Regions from separate parts of the Sus scrofa genome. Here regions 2, 3 and 4 are each linked to region 1. Evidence: chromatin contacts called from public HiChIP or PLAC-seq and promoter capture Hi-C data. All regions are on one chromosome and are shown on one strand. Each heading gives the region's core, a stretch centred on a gene start, on an enhancer-like site or on the middle of the called end of the contact. The rest is flanking DNA. Distances are from core to core; before and after follow the strand shown.

Evidence for each region. Promoter capture Hi-C pulls out the DNA fragments that hold promoters and counts their contacts. HiChIP or PLAC-seq counts read pairs in DNA pulled down with a chosen protein or histone mark.
Region 2: a contact with region 1 is called in a promoter capture Hi-C map of fetal liver, with 3 times the contacts expected there. The contact joins the promoter of REV3L here to the promoter of GTF3C6 in region 1. A contact is called at or near these places in 1 of 5 promoter capture datasets (fetal liver) and 1 of 2 datasets of contacts at active chromatin or transcription factors (alveolar macrophages).
Region 3: a contact with region 1 is called in an H3K27ac HiChIP or PLAC-seq map of alveolar macrophages. The contact joins the enhancer-like site here to the promoter of GTF3C6 in region 1. A contact is called at or near these places in 2 of 5 promoter capture datasets (fetal skeletal muscle and liver), 21 of 47 Hi-C or Micro-C datasets (alveolar macrophages, brain, embryonic fibroblasts and 12 more) and 2 of 2 datasets of contacts at active chromatin or transcription factors (alveolar macrophages and skeletal muscle).
Region 4: an H3K27ac HiChIP or PLAC-seq map of alveolar macrophages shows a contact between it and region 1. The contact joins the promoter of MFSD4B here to the promoter of GTF3C6 in region 1. A contact is called at or near these places in 2 of 47 Hi-C or Micro-C datasets (embryonic fibroblasts and liver) and 2 of 2 datasets of contacts at active chromatin or transcription factors (alveolar macrophages and skeletal muscle).

What each region holds. Positions count from the first base shown.
Region 1 is chr1:76,894,687-76,898,349 of Sscrofa11.1, forward strand. It overlaps GTF3C6 (general transcription factor 3C polypeptide 6), which reads left to right and starts at 2,075. Exons shown (of 6, transcript XM_003121346.4): 1 at 2,075-2,241; 2 at 2,534-2,614. The coding sequence starts at 2,128.
Region 2 is chr1:77,398,807-77,402,469 of Sscrofa11.1, forward strand. It overlaps REV3L (DNA polymerase zeta catalytic subunit), which reads right to left and starts at 1,745. Exons shown (of 33, transcript XM_021091241.1): 1 at 1,154-1,745. LOC102167874 reads left to right here and starts at 1,291. Exons shown (of 5, transcript XM_021084615.1): 1 at 1,291-1,590; 2 at 1,731-1,893; 3 at 2,066-2,103. The coding sequence starts at 1,291. LOC110260596 (a long non-coding RNA gene) reads left to right here and starts at 2,112. Exons shown (of 2, transcript XR_002343829.1): 1 at 2,112-2,207; 2 at 3,169-3,663.
Region 3 is chr1:76,533,635-76,537,297 of Sscrofa11.1, forward strand. The region is part of intron 1 of LOC110260565 (a long non-coding RNA gene); the gene reads left to right. Among named protein-coding and RNA genes, the nearest start is that of SLC22A16, 67 kb to the left of the region's middle. Within about 2 kb of position 1,612, at least 17 of the 83 cell types and tissues checked have an H3K27ac peak or open chromatin away from gene starts, as enhancers often do. A contact at or near this core is called in alveolar macrophages, brain, fetal skeletal muscle and 1 more, where this site is marked.
Region 4 is chr1:77,157,713-77,161,375 of Sscrofa11.1, forward strand. It overlaps MFSD4B (sodium-dependent glucose transporter 1), which reads left to right and starts at 1,639. Exons shown (of 5, transcript XM_003121369.4): 1 at 1,639-1,993. The coding sequence starts at 1,943.

The DNA of each region.
Region 1 (3,663 bases), core at 825-3,324:
TTTTGTCTTTTTGCCTTTTCCAGGGCCGCTTCCTTCGGCTTATGGAGGTTCCCAGGCTAGGGGTCTAATTGGAGCTGTAGCCGCGGCCTGCCAGAGCCATAGCAACACGGGATCTGAGCCAAGTCTGCGACCTACACCACAGCTCACAGTAACACTGGGTCCTTAACCCACTCAGCAAGGCCAGGAATCCAACCCGCAACCTCATGGTTCCTAGATGGATTCGTTAACCACTGTGCCACGATGGGAACTCCGCATTTAGTTTAAAGCAGAGTAAGAGATGGATTTTAAAAAACAGAATTCAATGGACTATAAACAATTATTTAAGTGTAAAATGTTTTTAAGACAAAACGTTAATACTAAAGGTTCTTTTGCTAGACTTCTGCTACTAAGTGTATGTTTCATATAGGCACTTAATTTATAAAATGTGTTCTAAAGGAAAAAAAAGAGCAGAATAAACAATTTTTAATTCATTTGTCTCCTCCTTGTGGCGAGCTTTTGAATACTGAGCATGACACCCTATTTATGTTTCTCAGACACTGTATTTCTGATTTTTTAAAATAAGATTCCTCTTATTAACTACAATTAAAAATCAATTGGTCCTCCCACCAAATTGTATAGATTTTTCTCTATTAGCTCTAACAGTGGCTGTAGAAAACCATGTAATTTGTCTCTCCCATGGCTCTTTCTAATCTGACTTGGAAATCTTCCCCTATTTTGTTACTTATAATTTAGCAGCAGATCTTCATTACTTGGAACATTTTTCTGGAGTTCCCATCGTGGCTCAGTGATTAACGAATCTGACTAGGAAGCATGAGGTTGTGGGTTTGATCCCTGGCCTTGTTGCTGTGACCTGTGGTATAAGTCGAAGACCTTGCTGTGGCTCTGGCATAGGCCGGCAGCTACAACCCTGATTTGACCCCTAGCCTGGGAACCTCCACATGCCACAGGTGTGCCCTAGAAAAGACCAAAAAAAAAAAAAAAAAAAAAAAAAAAAGAACTCTTTTCTTTTTTTGGGCTGCCCAGCAGCATGTGGAAGTTCCTGGACCCGGGACTGAACTGCGCCTCAGCAGGAACCCCAGCTGCTGCAGAGACAAGAACCTTAACCCAATGTACCACAACAAGAATTCTTGGAAAATGTTTTTTAAAAGTCCTAATACCCTAAATTTTTGTATACTACCCCAATAATAGATTAAATGCACATTAAGTGTCTAATACTGGGCTAAATCTATTTTATTTGAATAATCTCATTTAATTCTCACAATAACCAAGTTGCTGCATGCCTTGCTGGTCATAATGCAGTAGAAATGGACAAACATCAGACCCTCAAAGCTCATGCTCTTTGGACAGACACCATCCTGTCTTAGATAAAGATTATTTGTTTATTTTTTATTTTTAGGGCCGCAACTATGGCATGTGGCATATGGGAAGTTCCGAGGCTAAGAAGTAAAGGGAAGCCCAGGTCGCCCAGGAGATACTGAGAACTACTGGCTCCAGGCACGACCAGTTCCTGACGGCGACCGACACACATTCCCGAGTCAACGACCACACTTGCTAAACTGTAACTGATAAAAATAACCTTGACAAAAAACAGGGCTTCTAAGCTCCCCTATATATTCTGAAAGCCCCAAGACCCTGGCGCAACAGTCTGGCCTCCAACCCGACTGCTGCCCCTCCTTGCTGATTAAAGGCAATCTGGTTCTGTTGAGACCGTCTCATTTTTTTTCTGTAACCACCTCTCTTTTCCTTACAGGAATTATCCTGAATTAGCTCACACGATATTTAGAATATTAATTAGCCTGAGTTAGCTCTCAGGATATTAAGAATTTCTTAGAAAACAGAAATAAATTTTAAAAAAAAAGAATTTCTTTCCAAGCACTGGAGGCTGCACCTGGTCCACGGTGCACCATGCCAGCATCTCCTTTATCCCCTGTGCCTCTCTACTGCTCTCATTCCATCTGGGCCAGGAGCCCGAGAGTTTCCAAGGACACGGGATCGGGACCGGCTCCTGCTCTTAGGAGAGAAAGAAGGGGCTCCACGTGGGCCTGGGAGCCGCCATCTCGCGTCCTGGCAGGGGCGGTGGGCGCGGCTGGAGCCGCAGCGGGGCGGGAGCTGCTGCCCGTACTCAAGATGGAGGCCCAGGCGGGCGGGGCCGGCGGCTGGGAGGCGGTGCAGAGGAGCGGCGGTATGGCGGCGGCCAAGGAACCGCGGAGAGGCGATGGGGACGAGGACGAAGAGGAGGCCGTGAGTGCAGCGGCAGCGGCCGCGTGGCTGAGAGTCCGGGCGCGGCCGGCGAAGGGGGGAGGGTCCCCGGGCGGGATCGTGACCCTGGGCTCGCGGCGCCCTGCGAGCGGCACGGCGGTTGGAAGGGAAAGAGGGAAGTTATCCTAGGTACCGTCGCCGGTTTCCTCTGGTTGAAAGCAGGACCTCGATTTCACAAAGGGGTGGTGGCGCTGGGGTCGTTTGGCTTCTCTTGTTAACCGCCTCTTCCTGCACCCTCGCGAGCTAGAGAGTTAACCTCTCTTTTTTCCACCAGGAGCAGTTGGTTCTGGTGGAATTATCAGGAATTATTGATTCAGACTTTCTCTCGAAAGTTGAACATAAATGCAAGATTTTGGTGAGTCTTGTAGAATTGGGGGGGGGGTGTAGATTTCCTTAAATTTAAAAGAATGAATGGTGAAGTATAACCACCCCTTAAGATTGATAGAATTCATTCCCCGAACAAAGGCAGTGAACAGTGAAGACAATCACAGAAGTACGGGCTTAGGGGTTACGGGGAGCAGATGGGAGAAGATAGACGCTGATTGCCTGGGTGTCTACATATGTGGCTGGAGAGAGTGAAAAATTTAGATGGGGGGGGCTTTTTTTTTTTTTTTTTTTTTTTTTTTTTTTTAACAGCAGCACCTGTGACATATGGACGTTCCTGGACTTGGGGATGAATTGGAGCTGCAGCTGCCGGCCTACATCACAGCCACATCAAATCCTTAACCCACTGAGTGGGGCCAGGGATCAAACCCACATCCTCATGGATGCTAGTCGGATTTGTTTCTGCTCTGCCACAATGGGAACTCCCTTCTTTTTATTTTTAGAAGAATTTATTGCAGTGTAGTTGATTTACAATGTTGTGTTAATTTCAGATATACAGCATCTTTTATCTTAAACTGAGAAATAACCAACATTTAACATTATACTAGTTTCAGCTGTACACTTTTTCAATATTTGTACATATTGTGAAATGATGACCACTATGTCTAGCTAACAGCCATTACAACACATAGTTACAATTTTTTTTTTTTTTCTTTTTTTCTTTTTCGGCCCTCACCTGAGGCATATGGAAGTTCCCAAGCTAGGAGCGGGAATTGGAGCTACAACTGCCAGCCTAAGCCACAGCCACAGCCACAGCAGTGTCAGATCCGGGCTGTATCTGTGACATATACACCACAGCTTATGGCAACACCAGAACCTTAACCTATTGAACAAGACCAGGGATGGAACCCACAGCCTCACAGATACTAGTTGTGTTTATTACTGCTGAGCCACAGCGCGAACTCCCCAAATTTTTTCTTTTTGTGAGAACTTGTTTACTGACTTTCAAATATAAAGTATAGTATTATTAACTACAGGCACCATGATGTTCTTAAAACATCCTAGGACTTATTTCACAGT
Region 2 (3,663 bases), core at 495-2,994, 500 kb after region 1:
GCTATTATCTTGAGAGCCCAGAGAAACTGACTGGAGTAATAAGATGAATGGTGATTAGGGCAAGGAGCATCAAGTGGGAAATGCTAGCTAAAATCCCAGAGGGCAATACCTAGCTAGAGGTAAGAGCATCTCTTTCCAGGAGGCAGCTCCATTATTTCACGTAGGCAGTTCAAAGCATATAGAAAAACAAAACAATTAAAAACCCTGTAAATTTGGCCACTATGCTATTTATAGTATCATAAATGCCCAAGAGCTTTAGAGAACGTGGCTTCTGTCTCCCCGCCCCACTTGTTCTTCAAAATAGTTTTTGTCTTAAACGTATGTGTATTTAAAATGTAATCCTACAACCCAGCAGAGAGGCATTTTCTTTAATGTTTGCGTCGCTGGGTTTAGCTGTGGTTCCTAAGATATTCACGCTATTAAGTGGGATGTTTTATGTTAGGCAACATAAACACGCATTTCCTACTTCCGTGGATACACGTTTCCCTGAAAGCCATGCACCTGGGGAGGCAGCCCTATTCCGACTCTGAGGCTTTCAACTCTAAGGAGTTATGACTGCACTCACAGCAGAACCACATGGTCACTTCAATGAGAAAGATCCGCTGGCCCCAGGCGCCCCCCTTCAGCCCTCGGCATCTCCAGAAAGGGCAGAGGAGAGCGCTGCTGAGAAAAGGCGACGAGGAAGGACTGACGACAGAGGTGACACTTCCCCACACGACCTAAGGCCATTGCCAGCAAGGGGCACTTGGGAGACGCAGAGGGTGCCCCACCAGCGACCGATCTCAGAGCGCAGCCCTGCGCACCCACTCGAGGAGGACGCGGCGCGGCCACCCGGCTAGTCCTCCGGGGCGAGAGCGGCGCCCGCCTGCCCGCGACCCCGTATGCGGACTCGGCAAGCGACCGCCGCACGCAGTGTAAACAGTCGGCGCCCGCCGCCTCCCCGCCACAGGCTGGATGGGGGGAGGGCCGTCGCGCTCGCGCGGACCCACATTTTTGCGCCTCTGTCACGCGCGTGAGGAAAAGCGACGAGGGTGAAGGGGAGGGAAGTCGCGGCAGCCGTCCGCCGAAAGGGCCGGTGGCGTGCGCGCGAGTGCGCGGCGGGGAGGGCTGCCCCGGCGCCCGCCGCTCACGCCCGCGCCCCGCGCCCGCTTACCTGCCGGGGTCGCTCCGAAGATTCGCACCACCGGCACCTTCTTGACAGGGGCCTGGGTGAGGGGGCATTGGCAGATATCCAGCCCCTGCAGCGGGCTGGCCATGTAGTAGTCGGCAGTCACGATCCTCACTGAGAACATGTTCGCCGCCGCCGCCGCCGCCACCGCCTTCTCTTCACTAGCGACCTGGCAGCGGCGGCTCCTTCCGCAGCGGCGGCCCCACAGCAACGGTGGCGGCGGCGCCCCCTCCCCTCCGCGGCTCGGCCCCCTCCTCTCACACTCCGACAACGCGAGCAGCGGCGGCGGGCGGGGCTGTGTGGCAAGGCGGCCGCCTCCTCAGGAGCACCCGGCGAGGGGCGACAGGAGAGAAGCCCTCACGCTTTCGTCGGTGCTGCTGCTGGTGCTGCCACCACTGCCGCCGCCGCCGGGAATCACACGGGCTCCTCGGTCCCAGGCTGCAGCTCTTGTTGCCATGATGATGATGTCACGGACGCAACCACTGGGGGAGGGGAGAAGGGGGTTGAGTGTGTGGCGAAGGGAGGGCTGTGAGTAGTTGGGGGAGGGGACGCGGCGGGAAAGGGAGGGAGCTGGGCGGGCGCCCGACCGGGACACCCAGGCGGGGGTCGAGAAGGTGGTTTCTCCCCCGCCCTCGGGCAAGCGGCGAGGGAGGAGGCTGCCGTCAAGCTGGGTTCGCGACCGGCTGGGGGGATCGATGACTCGGCCGGTGGGCACGGCCACCTGGGTGAGGGGCCGCGGAGGAGGGGGGGGGGCGGAGCGCCGATGTCATGGATGGGCTCCGAGGGCCTGGCGGGAGGGGGGCGCCAGTGTTCAGGGCCGTTTTGGTGGCGAGGAGGGATTGGCCTGAGCCGCAGTGCTCGCGCTCGCCTCGCCGACCGCCATTTCACATCCTGCAGAGAAGGCGGGGGCAGCCGCGGAAACAGCTTTTTACAAGGTAAGAGAACCCGCCCGCGGGGGGGGCGGGGAGACAAGGCGCAGATCTCGTGCCGCCGCGGCCTCGCGGGAGGGTGAGCGGCTGACACCAACAGCCCTTCTCAGGTAGCGCGGCAGACCCGCGCGTGGCCCGGGGGCGGTGCGAGGGGCGGGCGCCTGAGCGCGGGCTGCGGCCTATAAAAGGGCCGCCCCGGCGCTCCCTCCCGGACGTACGGCGCGAGCCGCCGCGCCCCCTCCTTCGTGGTGCTGCAGTGTCTGCGCCCAGCAGCTTAATGAGATTTATTCACGTTCGGCTATGTTCGGCTTTGCCAGGGGTTGGCAGATCCAGTGCACAGGGATTTCCCACCACGGTGTTTTTCTCCCGCCCCTTTCCTTTCTTCTCGCCTTAGTATCCCCCGCCTAGTTTCCTCCCCGGGGCCGGTAGGCTGCGTCCTGGGCGCGCGCCTGAACATGTACGGACTTGTCATTTCCCGGTGACCTCCCTCCTCCTCTCCCTCTCCTCTCTTCCCCGGCGGAATGTAGGATTAAGAACCTTTCAGCGAAATCTTCGGCCAGGGAAAAAGCCCCTGAAAGTCACTGCGTCAGATGTGGGCTCACAATGTTATTCATTAACAGTTGGTGTGAGGTTTTACTACCCTAAGGCATAAAAGCAAAAGGGAGCGGGCGGGGAAGAACCGTTAGACAAAACAACTTTATCCAGAAAGGAGGGGGGCTAGGGGTGCAGTTGTGAAATCCAGAAAAAAAGGGTAGGAGCAGATGGGGCTGGGTTGGCCATTTTATTGGAACCGTTGGCGTTTTGTCTGACTTGATCCCTAATATTGGGTGTGACCTTGGACAAATAAATTGGTTTCTTGGGGCCTCAGTTTCTTCATCTGTGAAACGAGAGTTCCTCTTAAAAATCCACAAATCTTCCCAACAAAAAGATTTAAGCAGTAGGAGACAGAACCGTGGTTTCAAGTTTGAAATATACCACTTAATTACGACCTTTGACAGTTATATTCAGTTTACCCAAATTAGAGATTCTTTCACGCATGTTATTATATAGGTGTATTTTAATGATTACTAGGTTGCCTTGTATTTGAACTGGTGTGAGAGATCCTTATTTGGAACCATCGTGGGTCTTAAAAGGCTCAAAGACACAGATCACTGGTAAGCTGTCTATAAATTCCATAACGTATAATGCTAATAAGAATTTATGCTTCAAGGGATTTGAGACTGATTACCACAGAGAATTAGCCTGCAGTTTTCAACCTGAGAGCATGATTGTAAACATAGGTGGCAAGATTTCCACTAATATACAGGAAATTACCTAATAATATCTTAAGAGGCAAAATCTTTTAAGTTGATTTAAGTTTTAGAAGCCTATGCAAGTGACTTAAAAATAGGACTACCATGCTAAATGCATTTTTCGGTAAATATTTTGTACAAGCTGGATGTCAGATGCACAATACTGGTGATTCTCACAGTATTCTATGCCACTAGTGTGTTGGTTAAAATTTGATATTTTGGCCTTTACTAAATCACATTTTGGGGGATTGGGGCTTGGAACTTGGTACTGTTA
Region 3 (3,663 bases), core at 362-2,861, 360 kb before region 1:
TAATGCCATTTGCAGCAACACAGATGGACCTAGAAATTGTCAGAGGAAGCAAAGTCAGAAAGAGAAAGACAAATACCATATGATATCACATGTATAGGATATAAAATATGACACAAATGAACCTATCTACAGAACAGAAATAGACTCACAGATAGAACAGACTCGTGGTTGCCAAGATTGGGGAAGGGGGAGAGGATTGCGAGTTTGGGATTAGCAGAAGCAAACTATTATATATAGGATAGATAAACAACAGGGTCCTCCTACTGTATAGCGCAGGGAACTATATTCTGTTTATCCTGTGATAAACCATAATGGAAAAGAATATGATCAAGAATATATATGCATAATCAAATCTCTTTACTGTGCAGCAGAAGTTAACACCTTGTAAATTAGCTACAATTTAAAAATTTTAAAAAGAATACTGCAAATAGGTAGCTAAACGAATACCAATCATGGTTTCAAATTTCTGCAACAGCCTCTTTGACATTATAGTGACCAAGAGCCTGGGCTCTGAGCCATTTAGTAATGGTGTAACCTTGGGCAAATTATAAAACCTCTCTGTGCCTCAATTTCCCCATCTGTAAAATGCAGATAATGATAGTACTTCAGAGGATTGTTGGGAGGATTAAGTGGGTTACTACGTATAAAGCACTCTATATGTTAGGTATTATTACTAATATTTGGGAGTAGGAACACCCAGACCCACTTATGCTAGACCCCCTCAAGTCCCCTACAGTCTCTCCCACGCCCCTTCCCCATAAATGCAGCTCCTAAGGGGTACATGGGCTTGGTGCAACCTCTGAATCCTGCGGCATAGCCCGTCAATTCTACCGGTCAATAAGACACCCGCTTGCTCTTCTATCATCAACGCTGGACAAAAAGGCTAAAAGCCAAAACAAGTAAACTGGCCCCCACATAACTGATCCAAACAGCTTGGGGCCTGGCAGTACCAGTGGAAGAGCTTGAAAAGAAAAACAACCAAAAACAACGCACAGGCTTGTCTTTGTCATGGCTGACCCAGCTCACAGCCAGGCACGGAAACAGAGCGGCTTTATGAGAAAATGCCTTTCTTTCCACGCAGTAATTGAATCCAGTTGTGGACTGAGGTTGCACATTAGTAGGGTTTAAGAAAGGTTTGCCTCTTAGATACATCAGCTCCAGCTGAACAATCATTTATTTCTGTTAAATTCTTGTCAAGCAGGGTATTGCAGCATCCACGGACAATATAATCCTCTGGAATCTGGCTCTCACACTCATCCTACAGATAGGCCAGGAATCTTTTAGGCTCTTCAAAAACTAAATCTCTTGGGTAGAATCCAAGACAGCCCCTCTGGATAATGAATTTGGCTTTGTAGCAATAGTGTTTGGGGCAGTTTTAGGGCAGCTGAGTGCTCAGATCTCTTTAGATCAACTTCAACATAATTCCTCTTCAAGGGGGCTCTCCTTGTCTGTTTCCTGTCTTTCTCCCAGAAAAGGGAAGAGCTTGCTTGTGATCAGGGCAGGAGGGATCAGGGTCAGATTTGGTTGCATCTTGTCCTGTGACTATTGCTGCCTGCTGACAGCATGCTTCACTCAGTAAATGAAATGAAACAGTCCCTGTTCTAACAACTGCCACCCGCGTCAGGACAGTGAGTCTTACACCACCCTGCTGGAGGCCTGCCCTGGAGCCCTCAAGGGCACAGATTCAAAGGTCTCAGCCAGAAACTCTTCAGTAGTGCATGCTTTAAAAACATTTTTTTTTTAATTACTTTGGTAGTTTTGTAACGAAGCAATGGGAAGTAGGGTGGCATATGGGTTAAATTTAAAAGAGTAAAGTTTCTTTTCTAGACCTAAAAACAAAAGAGTTTACCGGACATCCACTATGTGCACTGAACTCTGTCTGTGCCACAGTCTTTCCTGTCTTTGGGTTCTTTATATGAGCTTCTTCCAGCTTCTCCCCAGAAAGGCTTTTCCACCATATCTGTCAGTTTGCTGGGCAGGGAATAAATGGCTCATTCAAATAGAGGGGTGTTGGAGTTCCCGTCATGGCTCAGTGGTTAATGAATCCGACTAGGAACCAGGAGGTTGTGGGGTTGATCCCTGGCCTTGCTCAGTGGGTTAAGGATCCGGTGTTGCTGTGAGCTGTGGTGCAGGTCACAGACAAGGCTGGGATCTGGTGCTGCTGTGACTGTGGTGTAGGCCAGCAGCTGTAGCTCCAATTAGACCCCTAGCCTGGGAACGTCCATATGCCACGGGAGTGGCCCTAGAAAAGGCAAAAAGACAAAAAAAAAAAACCAAAAAACAGAAAAAACAGAGGGGAGTTGACTAAAGGGACAGCCATCTCTCCCTGGTTGCTGGGGCCTCTCTGTTCCTGCAGTTTGGAGGAACTGTGGGATGGTCTAAGTCAGAGGCTAAGATGCATAGCAGTTACAAGTGGAAGGCCTGTCTCTAGGCCTCCCAGAGCTCTCTTTTTGCCACCTGCCACCCAGCTCAATCACAGGCCCCCATGTCACTTGGCCTGTGTGGATGAGCACAAAGTGTAAGCTCCCAGGTGAGGTTTCCCCTAGAAACCCCTGGCAACCCCACTGGCTCCATTGTCACAGCTGAAAAGGTAGAAGGTGGATGAGAAAGATATCAGTACTATGAAATCTTTGATTTTCTAAAATTGAGTGGAAAAAAGAGAAAATGAAAACAAAGGAAAATTATTTCTGTGAAGTGAAGTCCTGTTTGGTTTGAGCCCAAAGTTTCTGAACTAAGTCACCGAACACCTAGCTATGCTGGCCCCAGGCTGGCCACAGAACACTAAGATGCCTGAGATCCAGCCCCTGGTCTGTTTCAGGACCCCGGACTGTGGCCAGATGCCCTTGCCACCACTTCAGAGCCCCCTCCCCCTGTATTAGTTTTGTAGGCTACATAACAAATAACCACAAATGTGGTAGCTTAATACAACAGTTCTGTATTCTTTCATAGTTCTGGAGGTCAAAAGTCTGAGATCAAGCTGGGGGCAGGGCCATGCTACCTCCAGGAGTTTTAGGGGGCACCCCTTGCCTCTTCCAGCTCTGGTGACACCAGTCATTCTTTGGCTGTAGCTGCATCACTGCCATCTCTGCCTCTCTCTTCACATGACCTTCTCCTATTCTCTTGGTGTCTTCTCTTTTGTCTCTTAAAAGGGCACTTGTCATTGGATTTGTGTGCATGGGATAATCTAGATGAACTCAAGATCCTCTCATCACATCTGCAAAGACTATCTTTTCCAATAAGGGGGCTTCATAGTTCCAGGGGCTTGTAGTGGGTTGAGAGATGATGCCCTAAAAGATATGTCTACAACATGCCCACCCCACCCCCATCTTCATTCTCTCCCTGCCTGTGGATTATCACACTCAGTGTAGAAACATGTCAGGTTTGCCTCATCAAAAGAAAAATCACTTCCTCCCCACTGTCTCGTCATGGTTCTCTCAAAGATCTCCAGCTTCTGTGCTCAGCCCCTTTGCCAAAGTGGATGCTACCGACTACCTCCTTAAAACTCTTCCCTCTGCTTCCCAGATCCCTTCCCAGACCCCAACCTTTTCAACTACTGCTCTAACCCCTTCTCCCCCTGTTCTCTAAGTCAGGATCCTTCAAGGACCTGCCTGGTACTCCTTAGTGTTGCTTGCTCCCTCAGAAGACTCTCATGTTCTCCTTCAG
Region 4 (3,663 bases), core at 389-2,888, 260 kb after region 1:
GAAGCCTTTTATGTAGCAGATTTTCATTTCAGTTATATACTTAAAGGAGAAAGATGAATTTGGAGAACAGAAGACTAGAGGGAAAAAACAAGTTGGGGCAACAGTGTTGGTGAGATGACCAAGTTTTAATAGCAGTCTGTGATGATAGGTGTAGAGGCCTGAATTTAGAAACAGCTGTAGAAGTAAAATAGGCAGGACTTGGTGATAAACTGAAGAGAGAGAAAGAAGGAGGCATCAAGTTAGGATCTCAGATTCCTCACATAAATGTGTGGGTGGATGGTGGTACCAGCATGCAATGTCACAGAGTAGGAACAGATTTATTGAGGAAAATGACAAGCTCAGTTTTAGGTCATAAAGATAAAATACTGTGAAGCTTGATACTCCTACAACATATTTTTGGTTTTATTAAATTCGTATGCCAGTAAGAGTGTGTTGCTCAAGTTCAAACTCCTTAGTATGGCATATAAAGCCCTAAATAATTTGAACCTAATCTGCTTCTCCCATATCACCTTCTATTCTCTTTACTATACATATATACCTTTTGTCTCCACTACATTAAATTTTTCTCAAAGAGATAGTCAGTCCCTGACTCTGAAACACTAAGACAGGTTCTCTTAAATCATACTATCTGTGCTTTCTGAGGTAAATTGGGAAGGGCTTAATGCCCAAATGGATGGGGCTGGAGAAATGGGTTGCAAGGGAAATGATGATGAGACACAGGTGTGTATAATCTGGGAGCCTAAGTGGATGAAAGGCTGAGTAATCAGGTGGAAAAGAACATTTTAGATAGATGATAAAGAAAAATATTTACGAATTGTGAGGCTGTGGTCTATTTGGTCAAAGAGCAAAACGCTGGGGTAGAATACCTAAGACAAAGCTGTAGCTTCTCCGCTGGCATAACCTTATTCAGGGATTCTGCAAATTGAAGCTCTGCCCCTACTTCCTTACAACAATGGAAATATTTGTAGGGACTGGGGCGAGAGTGTGCTTGTGACTGCAACTTGGGTTCCAAATTTCTATCCTGAGCTACTGTTAACACTGTTTATGCACAACCACAGATTCGCTGATTGACCTTGGGCAAATTGCTACTTTCTATGACTCAAGTGTCCTATCTGTAAAATCAGGATAACATGTATTTTAGAGTGAGGATCAACTGAGATAATACAAGTGAAAGCTTACATACGTGGTTCAACAAATGTTGAGGGGTGACAGATGAACGACAAATCAATAAACGACAAATCTCAAAGGAACTGGGGCAGCAATTTTAGAAAGTCGTACAAGGGACAGACCTGGGATTCCCTCTACTCCCAGGAGACCCCGGAGAGCCGGCGCGAAGACATAACTAGCATTTCTTGGCCCCTATTTCCTCCTAACGGCTTGGCTGCATCGTACCTCCTGATTCTTCTGGTCCCAGGCTGCAGCTGTAGCTCGCTCCGCCTCGGGGCGCCCGCCTGCAGGGCCTCTGCGGGCTCAGCCAAGAGAGACGCTGAACCCTGAGCGCTGTGTCCGGTCTCCAGGGCAACCCTATCAACTTCCGGTTTGCTGTGAGGCCGCGGCTGGCAAGAGGCCACATTTCCGCCACGTGACCCGCGCAAGCGTCCTGCGCAAGAGAGAGCGTGAGTCCGCAGCCTGTGACACCTAGCGCGTTCCGAAACTGGACGCCAGGGCCCTAACTGGGGCCGCCCCCGGGGAGGTGGCGCCAGCCCGGACCGCTGGGTCTGGAGGCGCCGGATTGGGACAGGGCTCGGAGTTCCCGAGGCTCCGCTGAGAAGCCGGGCGGCAGCAAGATCGCTGCTCACGAACAGCCACACTGGAGCTGGAACTGGAACCCCATGGGGCCGGGGCCCCGGCTGCCGGGCAGCGGCTCCTCCAAGCCGAGGCCGCGGCGGAGAATGAGCAAGAGGCGGTGGTGGGCTCCCGGCGGAGCGACCGGGCCGGGAGCATGCTGCGCTGGTTCATCACCGTCCTCTTGTGTGCTGCCTTCCTGGGGCTGGTGAGAGCGGGGGCTGGAACCTTCCCGGGCTGAGGCGTGAGCAGGTGTCCTGCAGAGAACGCGACCTTCCGAGCCGGTGTCTTGGCCGCTTGCAGACTGTTTGACCTTGGGTGTATTAATCTACCCGAGCCTCAGTTTTGTAATCTGAAAAATGGGCACAGAATTATAGAGGTTTATTGTCAAGTGTGAAATCGATTTTCGTAATATATTTTCCAACTCCAGCAAACCTTTCTACCTCTCCTCCGTGGGATTAGGGGCAATGCAAAAGGGGTTGCTGGTCTATATTCGCTGCCCTCAACCCTCCCGCACCAAACCAACCCCCAAATTATTTCACAAAGTTGCTTTTCCTTTTGCCTCCATCTCGGCTGACCAAATTCAACCCTCATTTTTGCAGCCTGGGGAAACAGGCCCGGGAAAGTGACTTTTTCGGACCATACGGCTGGTTAAGTGGTTGAGCCAGGAATGCCGTCTCTTATCCTGCCTACAATTTTTACCTAAAACAAATTTGCAGATCCTTCAGTGTTTTTCTTAGAACGAATTGCAAGACTAGAAGCGTCTTTTGCCAAACCCCTTGGCCACCCCGCGATTACCTTTTTTACCCCCTAGAAACCTCCCTTGGTCATCTGTCCTAAATATTGGTATCCTGGGTAGTTGGGAGGGTGAGTCCTCTGAGCAGCATCTCTCCTGGTCACATAGTACCTTTTTCTAAGCCACACTTGATTCTTAGAGTGTTTGTATTTGAAGAAAAGTCATTGCAGACGCTGTGCCAGGTCCTGTTAACTGCTTTACAGGCGGGTACTAATTTGAGTAGAGCTGGACTCAGCCTTCACTCCCTGCCAGCCTTTAGTTGAGGACTGCGCCCGCTGTGGGGGGGGGGGGGGGGGGGGAAATACAGCAAAGCGTGCAACTAGAATCACTTAGTCTTGAAATGTAGGCCAATTGGAAACATTTTCTGTGTGTGCGTGCATGCAACGAATTTCCTATAAAAGCCAGATGTAACCCCTAATTCTGATATTCGGAGTTCTCGTCGTGACACAGGGGAAATGAATCCGACTAGGAACCATAAGGTTTCGGGTTCGATCCCTGGCCTTGATCAGGGGTTTAAGGATCCGGCTTTGCCGTGAGCTGTGGTGTAGATTGCAGACACGGCTCAGATCCTGCGTTGCTGTGGCTGTGGTGTAGGCCAATGGCTACAGCTCTGATTAGACCCCTAGCCTGGGAACCTCCATATGCCGCAGGTGCGGCCCTTAAAAATAAAAGAAAAAAAGGCTAATATCACATCGACTGAGTAAAATGCTTAACGTCATTGCATACAGGTGTAATACTCTTTTAAAAAGCCTTATAGACTACACCTGAGGCCTGGTTAGTCTTTGAAGAAAAGTGTAGATTTAGAACCAAATTGTTTCTCTGGTGTTTTGTATGTGTAATTCAGAGGAAAGACCCCATGTACATCCAGAAATGTTGCTGTTTTAAGGTCATCAAAAAATAGGGGTCATCTTTTGATGGTTTGGTAGCTTAAATTTTTAACATCAAAATTTTTGTGTTATGCATGCATGCAATATATTTCAGACTATACAAAACTATTTCAAAAAAATGTTAATGCTACATTTTACTAAATACAAAATACTGTAGTCTTTTACAGTATTGTTCGAAAAGGAAACGGCATTGGA